Linked DNA regions of Danio rerio: region 1 is linked to region 2. Evidence: chromatin contacts called from public Hi-C data. All regions are on one chromosome and are shown on one strand. The core of a region is the stretch at or near the end of the contact, and the rest is flanking DNA. Distances in the headings are between cores, read along the strand shown. Region 1 has its middle 260 kb from the start of tbx1. Region 2 has its middle 17 kb from the start of si:ch211-244o22.2.

What was found. A called contact is a pair of places that touch in the nucleus more often than the background predicts.
Region 1: a contact with region 2 is called in a Hi-C map of an unstated tissue, with 3 times the contacts expected there. The contact joins two enhancer-like sites. A contact is called at or near these places in 3 of 18 Hi-C or Micro-C datasets (caudal fin, embryo and an unstated tissue).

The regions. Positions count from the first base shown.
Region 1 is chr5:15,674,813-15,678,859 of GRCz12tu, reverse strand. It overlaps a transcript of sema4c not described here. Among named protein-coding and RNA genes, the nearest start is that of tbx1, 260 kb to the left of the region's middle. Within about 2 kb of position 2,094, at least 3 of the 62 cell types and tissues checked have an H3K27ac peak or open chromatin away from gene starts, as enhancers often do.
Region 2 is chr5:15,241,318-15,245,758 of GRCz12tu, reverse strand. It overlaps a transcript of si:ch211-244o22.2 not described here. Among named protein-coding and RNA genes, the nearest start is that of si:ch211-244o22.2, 17 kb to the right of the region's middle. Within about 2 kb of position 2,583, at least 3 of the 62 cell types and tissues checked have an H3K27ac peak or open chromatin away from gene starts, as enhancers often do.

The DNA.
Region 1 (4,047 bases), core at 845-3,344, 430 kb before region 2:
TGGATAGCGAATATTTTGTATATATTTATTTTGTAACTTTACTGTCTTCATTTTTTGTCTTGTTTGTTTAGTTTTGTATATATATATATATATATATATATATATATATATATATATATATATATATATATGTATGTGTATATATATATATATATATATATATATATATATATATATATATATATATATATATATGTATATATATATATATATGTGTATATATATATATATATATATATATATATATATATATATATATATATATATATATATATATATATATGTATATATATATATATATGTGTATATATATATATATATATATATATATATATATATATATATATATATATATATATATATATGTATGTATATATATATATGTATGTATATATATATATATATATATGTATGTATATATATATATGTATATATATATATATATATATATATATATATATATATATATATATATATATATATATATATATATATATATATATATATATATATATATATGTATGTATATATATATATATATATATATATATATATATATATATATATATGTATATGTATGTGTGTGTGTGTGTGTATATATATATATATATATATATATATATATATATATATATATATATATATATATATATATATATATATATATATATATACTGTATATGTTTTTTTTTTCTACTTCATTTTTGGGATTTTTTGGATTAGACACTTTTGAACTGTAAAAAAACCCCCACATTTGCACCATAGTGCTTCGTCAGCTGAATAATCTTTTTTTTTTGTCTTGTTTCACACGTACCCTAACAACGCCTCTGTGTGACAATGTAATTTCATTGGAACATTTTTGTTTGATTTACTCATCCCCCAACGAGGGTTCGGGGACACAGCTCCTTTGGAAAAAGTGTTTGTTGTCATATGAATTAAACTATACAAATTTGTATGAATTTTGTGAACATATATATTTAATTCATTTGTGTGCAATTTCATTTGAACATTTTTGTATGGTTTGCTCACACCCCAATGAGGGGTAGAGTTAGGGGACATGCCTCCTTTGAAAAAGTGTAAGTTGTCATACGAATTTAACTGTACGAATTAGCCACTTTTTTGACAATACTGTACATAATATAGTTACGTTTTCTCGAGATCGGCCTGGTTATTTTTAAGTTGTTAAAGAAATAGCTCACCCAAAAATGAAAATGACCTAATCATTTATCCATAAACTCTTCTTCTGTTGTACACAAAAGAAGATATTTTGAAGAACGCCTATTGCTTGGACCCATCCACTTCCATAGTAGAAAAAACAATTACTATGGAAGTCAATGGGTCCAAGCAACCAGCATCTTTAAAAATATCTTCTTTTGTGCTCCACAGAAGCAAGAAGTTCAAATTGCTATTGATCAAGTGACAGGTGAGTAAATGAAGACAGAATGTTTGTTTTTGAGTGAACTATCCCTTTAAAATGATTACAAGCTGAGATTCGGCTAGTTTGCGTCTACAGAGCTTGTTAATTTATTTCCACTGCATTAATACTGCAATGCCGCTGTCTTGTTTGACCGTAGGGCTTGGATATATAGGCAGTGATTGAAGCTGGATCTGATCCACACTGAGCTGAGTCTACAACCGTGGAGTTTGATTAAAGGAAAAGGAAAATGCTTGTGACTGGGCATGCATTCAGCTTTTATTTATCATGCCACAGAGGGGCTTTTTTTAATGGATGTGGTTTGTGGGCGTATTGGATTACTGTATATGCTTGTTGCCCAGCGGTATCAGAGTTTGTCACTAGGGTTTGCATTTGAATGGAGCTGCTGCTGGAAAAAAATAAAAAATAAATATAATGGGACGCAATTCTTAAACCAAGCACATGGTGGCAGTGTTACATTTTGATTAGTCAGATTATTCTGAATGACTCCACACCTGAGAAAGAAAAGCTGCCCTTTGCTGGCTTGCCAAGTCAGTTTTGCTGGTGATTAAGGCTTGGATGTGGACCCAGATGAGCACAAAAGGACGAGCACTGTTCTGTCCGTCCCGAGCTCTCCGGGTAATGTACTGTCGTATCTTTTTAGCAGGAAGTCACAGCGTAAACGTTCCCTCCATGTTGCTTATCAGTCCATTCTGCCTTCAAACCTAAACACTCACATGATTGAACCACAGATTCCCAGTCATTACATCTGTAAATAAACAAACAGAGCGGTTTGCTGACCCAGCTTTGTGTTAAAAAAAATCACTAATTTGAAGAACACATTGAATATTATAATAAACCCCACATTAAAAATATTATAGTTATTCATAGTATTTTTAACCATATTATATTAAAGTACTTCAACTAATCTGTTGTGGTAATTCAGTGGTTGCTGTGATAAAACAATTATATGTATACACTGTACTGTGGTTTTCTATATTACACCATATTACTATTAGTACGATGCTCAGCATATATAAGTACACTCCTCACAAATCTCTCTTGTAAATTCATATTTAAAATAGGAAGCTATACAATTTAATATGTGTACATATACATTAAATTAGTGAGTACTGAAGCCAAATCTGGAGCTTATTTAACAAAAAAAACTTACAACAATGGTCCAAAAACTAGTACAGACAAATTTATATGTTAGAAAAAAATATTAAATGCAAATTTAAAAAGAGGAAAAATGAAGAAAAAACTTTTTTTATTTAATTGAAATTTTGTAGCTTGTAAGTTATTTTTGCAATATTTTGCTCAAATTTAATTGTATTATCTTTCAATTTCTAAATATGTTTGGTGACTAAAATATTATTTAAAAAAATGTACCTGTTTAATAAGTCTGTTTTGTTTAAATTCACCACAGTACATTAGCCTATATTGACGGCGAAATGGATAAAAATATTCATTTTCAAAACGGGATGTACTCAATTATGCTGAGCACTGTATATTACACTGCAATATACCACAGTTTACTGTAGCTTTTTAAAAGTTTATCAGTTCACTATAGTTAATACTGAAGTATATTGCATTCATTAACAGTGAGTAGTAAACATACAGAATAATACGCTTTACTAGAGTATGGTTTGAAGACACTCTGGTACTTATTTACTATAAACTGTAGTATATTGTTATGTGGGATTTTAAAAGGTCTAGATACAAGACAAGCAAACATAACAATTTGCATTTTAGAGAGAAAAATGCAGTTATTAAACAAACATATATACATCATATACAACTAAATAATTGTTCGAACTGTGCTTCTGAATGTTGTCATTTTGTTATGTTTGGATCTTCTTAAAGTTTCAAACTTTCAATTACAATTTTAAAGTTTCAATTTCTAATAAAAACCATTGACATTTTGGTGTGGGCTTTGAAAATATCTGTTTATTTTTGTAATTTTTTATTCATTTCAGTATGTTAACAATTTGATTATTTTGTGTTTGTGTGAAAAAGTGCAAATCACGGTTATTATAGTTAACCAAAACAAACAAAATAAATGAAAACTAAAATTGAAAAATAATTTTCGTTAATTGAAATAAAAAATAATTTAAATGTTTTTTTTTTAAACTAGAAGTAACTGAAATTTATAACTGAAAATTATAGCAAAACATCATTCATTTTCATCTTTGTAAATGTATTTAATACATAATCTTACTGTATACCTTTTAGAAGTAAATCTATTTACTTCATGCTGACAGATGTTTGAACCGCGGTCTTGCCCAGACCAAGTCTGTTCCCCTCCAGTCAGTCCTCGATGTTGCTCCTGCGACAAAAACAATGAGTGGACATGACAGCAGCACGGTGACAGCATTAAATACAGAGACTAGAAATGATTAGTTTAACACATTTGTGCCTAGTAATGGGTTTCATTTCTGTATTAGTAATCGCGATCACGAACGAATCGTTCTTTTTAACTGGATCTTCTAAGTAAACTGGTTAAACTAGTTCACCAAATCTAACTGAATCATTTGAAACGATTGAAATAAACCTGAAATAAAACAAATATATACTGAGTTATTCAGTTATTAGAACAGTACATTGAGATCAGATTTGACAAGTGGTGAAAC
Region 2 (4,441 bases), core at 1,334-3,833:
TTCTGTGGAAAAAATAAATATTGCATATATGGTCTGGATATCTGGAAATGGTCAAATAGTTGGAAAATATCTGGTTTCAATTTCGTTGACTGTCTGTTCACCATTAGAGAAGTGTTACTGTTAGATGTATGGTGTTTTCAGTAGTGTTTAGAATAATATTAATAATATTTGATATTTACTTTTAACCAAATAATAACTGAAAAAGTGGAAAGAAAGTTTTACAAAAATACTATAACTCTTCAACATTGATAAGAAATTTTCATTCATTCATTCGTTCATTTATTTCCTTTGGCTTAGTCCCTTCATTAGGGGTCACCACAGTGGAATCAACCGGCATCTTTTCCAGCATATGTAGTACTGGGTTTGGACCACCTTTTGCCTTCAGAACTGCTTTAATCCTTCATGGCATAGATTCAACAAGGTAATGGAAATATTCCTCAGAGGTCCATATTGGCATGATAGCCTCACACCATTGCTTTCGATTTGTCGACTGCACATTCATAATGCAAATCTCCCGATCCACCACATCCCCAAGCTGCTCTATTGGATTGAGTTCTTGTGACTGTGGAGGCTATTTGAGTACAGTGATTGGCTGATTAGATGCGATTGATTATACTACTGCATCGACATGACCCATGGTGCATGCAATTCGTGTAGTCGTTCAGCATACGTGCTGTTTGTGTTGCTCTGCAATAACACTTCTGAAACGCTAGCTGGCAGTAGGTGTTTATGTTCCTCTATGTCGAGTTTCTTCGCTGTTGTTTTGTTTTTTCCGAACGTACTACCTTAATGTACAAGAAGTTCAAACTCGCTCATTTTGAGGTGGGAATCGGCGGATATACAACAACTTTACTCATAAGGTAAACACAAAACAGCAATTTCCATATAGAGCTACTTCACGGGACTTGTAAACACTCGCTCCAACGGGCTCGCGCAGCTCACACCTCCGCCCACGCTCGTCAGCGCTACCAAGCCAACCAATCACAGAGCTTGCACTACGTGTGGTTGGGACGTGTAGTTAAATTTTTTGAGAGGTGCGCGTCAGCGTCGATGACGACCGCGGTAGGCTTCACCGGTAGGCTCTGGCCACAGAGAAGTATAAATCAGCCTTTAGGACTAGACCTTTAAGAATGAATGATGCTGAAAGTTCATCTTTACTCTCACAGGAAAAAAATTACATTTGTAAATTTAATTAGAACATTTGTTTTAAAAGGGTAATGGTTTTGCCATATTTTTGATTGGATTAATCCAGCAGTTGTGATTAAATATGCAGTTGACGTCAAAATTATTAGCCCTCCTGTGAATTTGTTTATATATATATATATATATATATATATATATATATATATATATATATATATATATATATATATATATATCCCAAATTATGTTTAACAGAGCAAAAAAAGTATTTCCTAAAATATGTTTTCTTTTGGAGAGAGTCGTATTTGTTTTATTTCAGATAAAATAAAAGCAGTTTTTAATTTTTACGTTTAATATACAGTATATATATTATATTGTCTAAATAACAAACTATCATTATACAATGATTTGTCTAATTAACTTGTCTAATTAACCTACAAGCCTTTAAATTTCTCAATTGTTCTAAAAGAAGAGAGGACAGAGGTTTTTTTTGGTGGGTCCGTGGTTATAGAACACTGCCTCATGAGATTAAAATTCGTACGTTCGTAAAAAACAAAACTCCATCACTATCTATTTTTAAATCCCTCCTAAACTTAGCTTGGCTTTTAATATTATTTTAACAGTCTTTTCTATTGCTTCATTTTTTTAGATTATGCAGTTGTTTGTCTTGGTTTATTTTTATGTTTGTATAATCTGTCTCTGTATACTCTGTCTTATGTACAGCACTTTGGTCAGTCTTGTGGCTGCTTTTAAATATGCTTTATAAATAAATGAACTTGAAATGGGGCGAAGCAGTGGCGCAGTAGGTAGTGCTGTCGCCTCACAGCAAAAAGGTCACTGGGTTGCTGGTTCGAGCCTCGGCTCAGTTGGCGTTTCTGTGTGGAGTTTGCATGTTCTCTCTGCGTTCGCGTGGGTTTCCTCTGGGTGCTCCGGTTTCCCCCACAGTCCAAAGACATGTGGTATAGGTGAATTGGGTAGGCTAAATTGTCCGTAGTGTATGTGTGTGAATGTGTGTGTGGATGTTTTCCAGAGATGGGTTGCGGCGGGAAGGGCATCCGCTTCGTAAAAAAAAAAAAATCTAGCAAAATATTATGTACAATCATGGCAAAGATAACTAAGAAATTAGTTATTATAAATTACTTATTAAAACTATTATGTTTATAAATCTTCTTTCCATTAAACAAAATTGGGGAAAAAATATACAGAGGGCTAATAATTCAGTAGGTCTTCAACTCTGTTTCGACTGATCATTTTTATAGGACCGTTTTTTTTCAGTCAAACTGCTGTCCCCAAAAATGTATAATAAAAGGAAAGAATGTTCACCGAGTGACCCTGTAAAGTCATCTAACAAGCTCCCTGGACTGTTCTGGCTCTGCTACCTTGAATCATTTGATAGATTTCCATGGTGTGTGTCTGCAGAAAGTTCAGCCAAACACTTCTGGCTCGGACAGACTGACCTCACACCAAACCTGTGCCAAGCTCTCTGCAGACATGCATCGCTCCATAGGGAACAGAGCACTGAAATTTCCTCCAGGCCTGTTTCCTGAATGCACACTCTCTCACTGTTCCTCATTCAGAGCGCGTGCGGTACAGTAGCATCCGTCGGCTGCCAGGGTTGTTTTATAGGACTGACATTACAGCTTTCTATTGATGGGGCTAGCTAAAAATGATGATGATTGGTATTAACGTTTGCAGCTTTTTTTATGTGGTACAAACTACTCCAGCTTAAGCTGTCTTGCCAGCTTCAGATTCACCTGCGCTACTTTTATTTACCATGACTGTTGGTTGATGCAGCAGATACAGCATTAATCCACCTTCAAAATGTCTTCTGTTTTCAAGGACTGTCACAGCTTGCAAAGGCTTTTGCAGGCGAGATGCGTGGCGCTTTAAAAATAACACTGCTTGCTAGACTTTTTTTTTTTTTGAACACTTTCCATAAAAATAATTGCATTAACTTGCATTCTGGCTCTCTTTTTGTGTATGTGTGCGTGCATAGCAGAGGCGAGACCAACAGACTTCATTTGTGCATCTAATAAGTCTATCACAGCATGGATTTTATTTGAGCTTGAAACATTTGCATAGTGTACATTCAGATGAAGAAATATATTAACTTATTTTTTCATCACTCGGAATGGGTGCGAGAGCGTATTCACATATTCGCTCTTTATACTGACTTCAAGGCTTCCTGAATGTCGAGACTTTATTTCTGCAGTGCCCTGCTGGCATGAAGAATGCATACTGGATTCTTTTCTGTTCGTGCTCCGTTCATTTATTAATCAAAGAACAAGCTTCATAGGATATGCACAAAGTGGCATTAATTATAAAGAAATGGTCCATTCAGAAATGAAAATGCTGTCAGCTTTAACCAGCACTCGTGTTTGCAAATTCCTAGATGAAATGAGGGTAAAAACAAAAAAAAAAAGGGCTCTGAATGACAACATTTTGATTTTCAATTCGGAAGTCATCAGTACTAGTTTGCAGAATGAAGCAAAAAAATGATGAGCATAACATTCTTTTTGGCTTAGTTCCTTTATTAATCAGGGGTCGCCATAGTGGAATGAACTAACAACTTGTCCAGCATATGTTTTACTAGGGTTGCACGGTTTACTAGTGATAATATGGCTCCAAAATACTGGCGGTGCCAATGTAGTTTGTAAACAGTAGTATCATCATTAATGGTTTATCTACAATAGATAATATTGCATGTGGAAAAGTAACTTAACTGCTCGCACGTTTGTGCAAAAATAGACCATTTAATTCAATAGCCTGTGGAGCCCTTTAAGGTTGCAAAACTGTGTAGAATTTGCTCCTTATAAGCCTATTGCATGTTTTCTGACACTTCAGTTTGAACACACATCTGATTCGGTTCATTTGTGTTCCTGTTAGTATGATTTAGCAGCTACAACAACCGGAACAATCTCTTTAAAAGAACGACTCGCAGAGTAAAATTTTGAATTAATTTGGATTGCTACCTGATAAGTCTGAAAAAAAAAAACAATAGATGAAAAACCCAAAATAGCAACATTAAAACAATTTTTGAGCACTTCATATAGCCTAATTTTGTTGGGAAAATGTTCCTTTGTAACAAATTTCTTTTGATATAATTTGTATCTTTATTTTTATGTATTTTTGTTGGTCAGTTATCTACAAAATAAACAAAAAGAATGAATACATTTTAGGTGAAGTGAGGTGCAAATATTACTTTTTGGCCTTAAGGGAGTTATGAATTAAATTCAAGTAGGCTTATTATAACATAAAATATAGTATTTCTGACCATTTTCTTTCTGGGTTCATACGG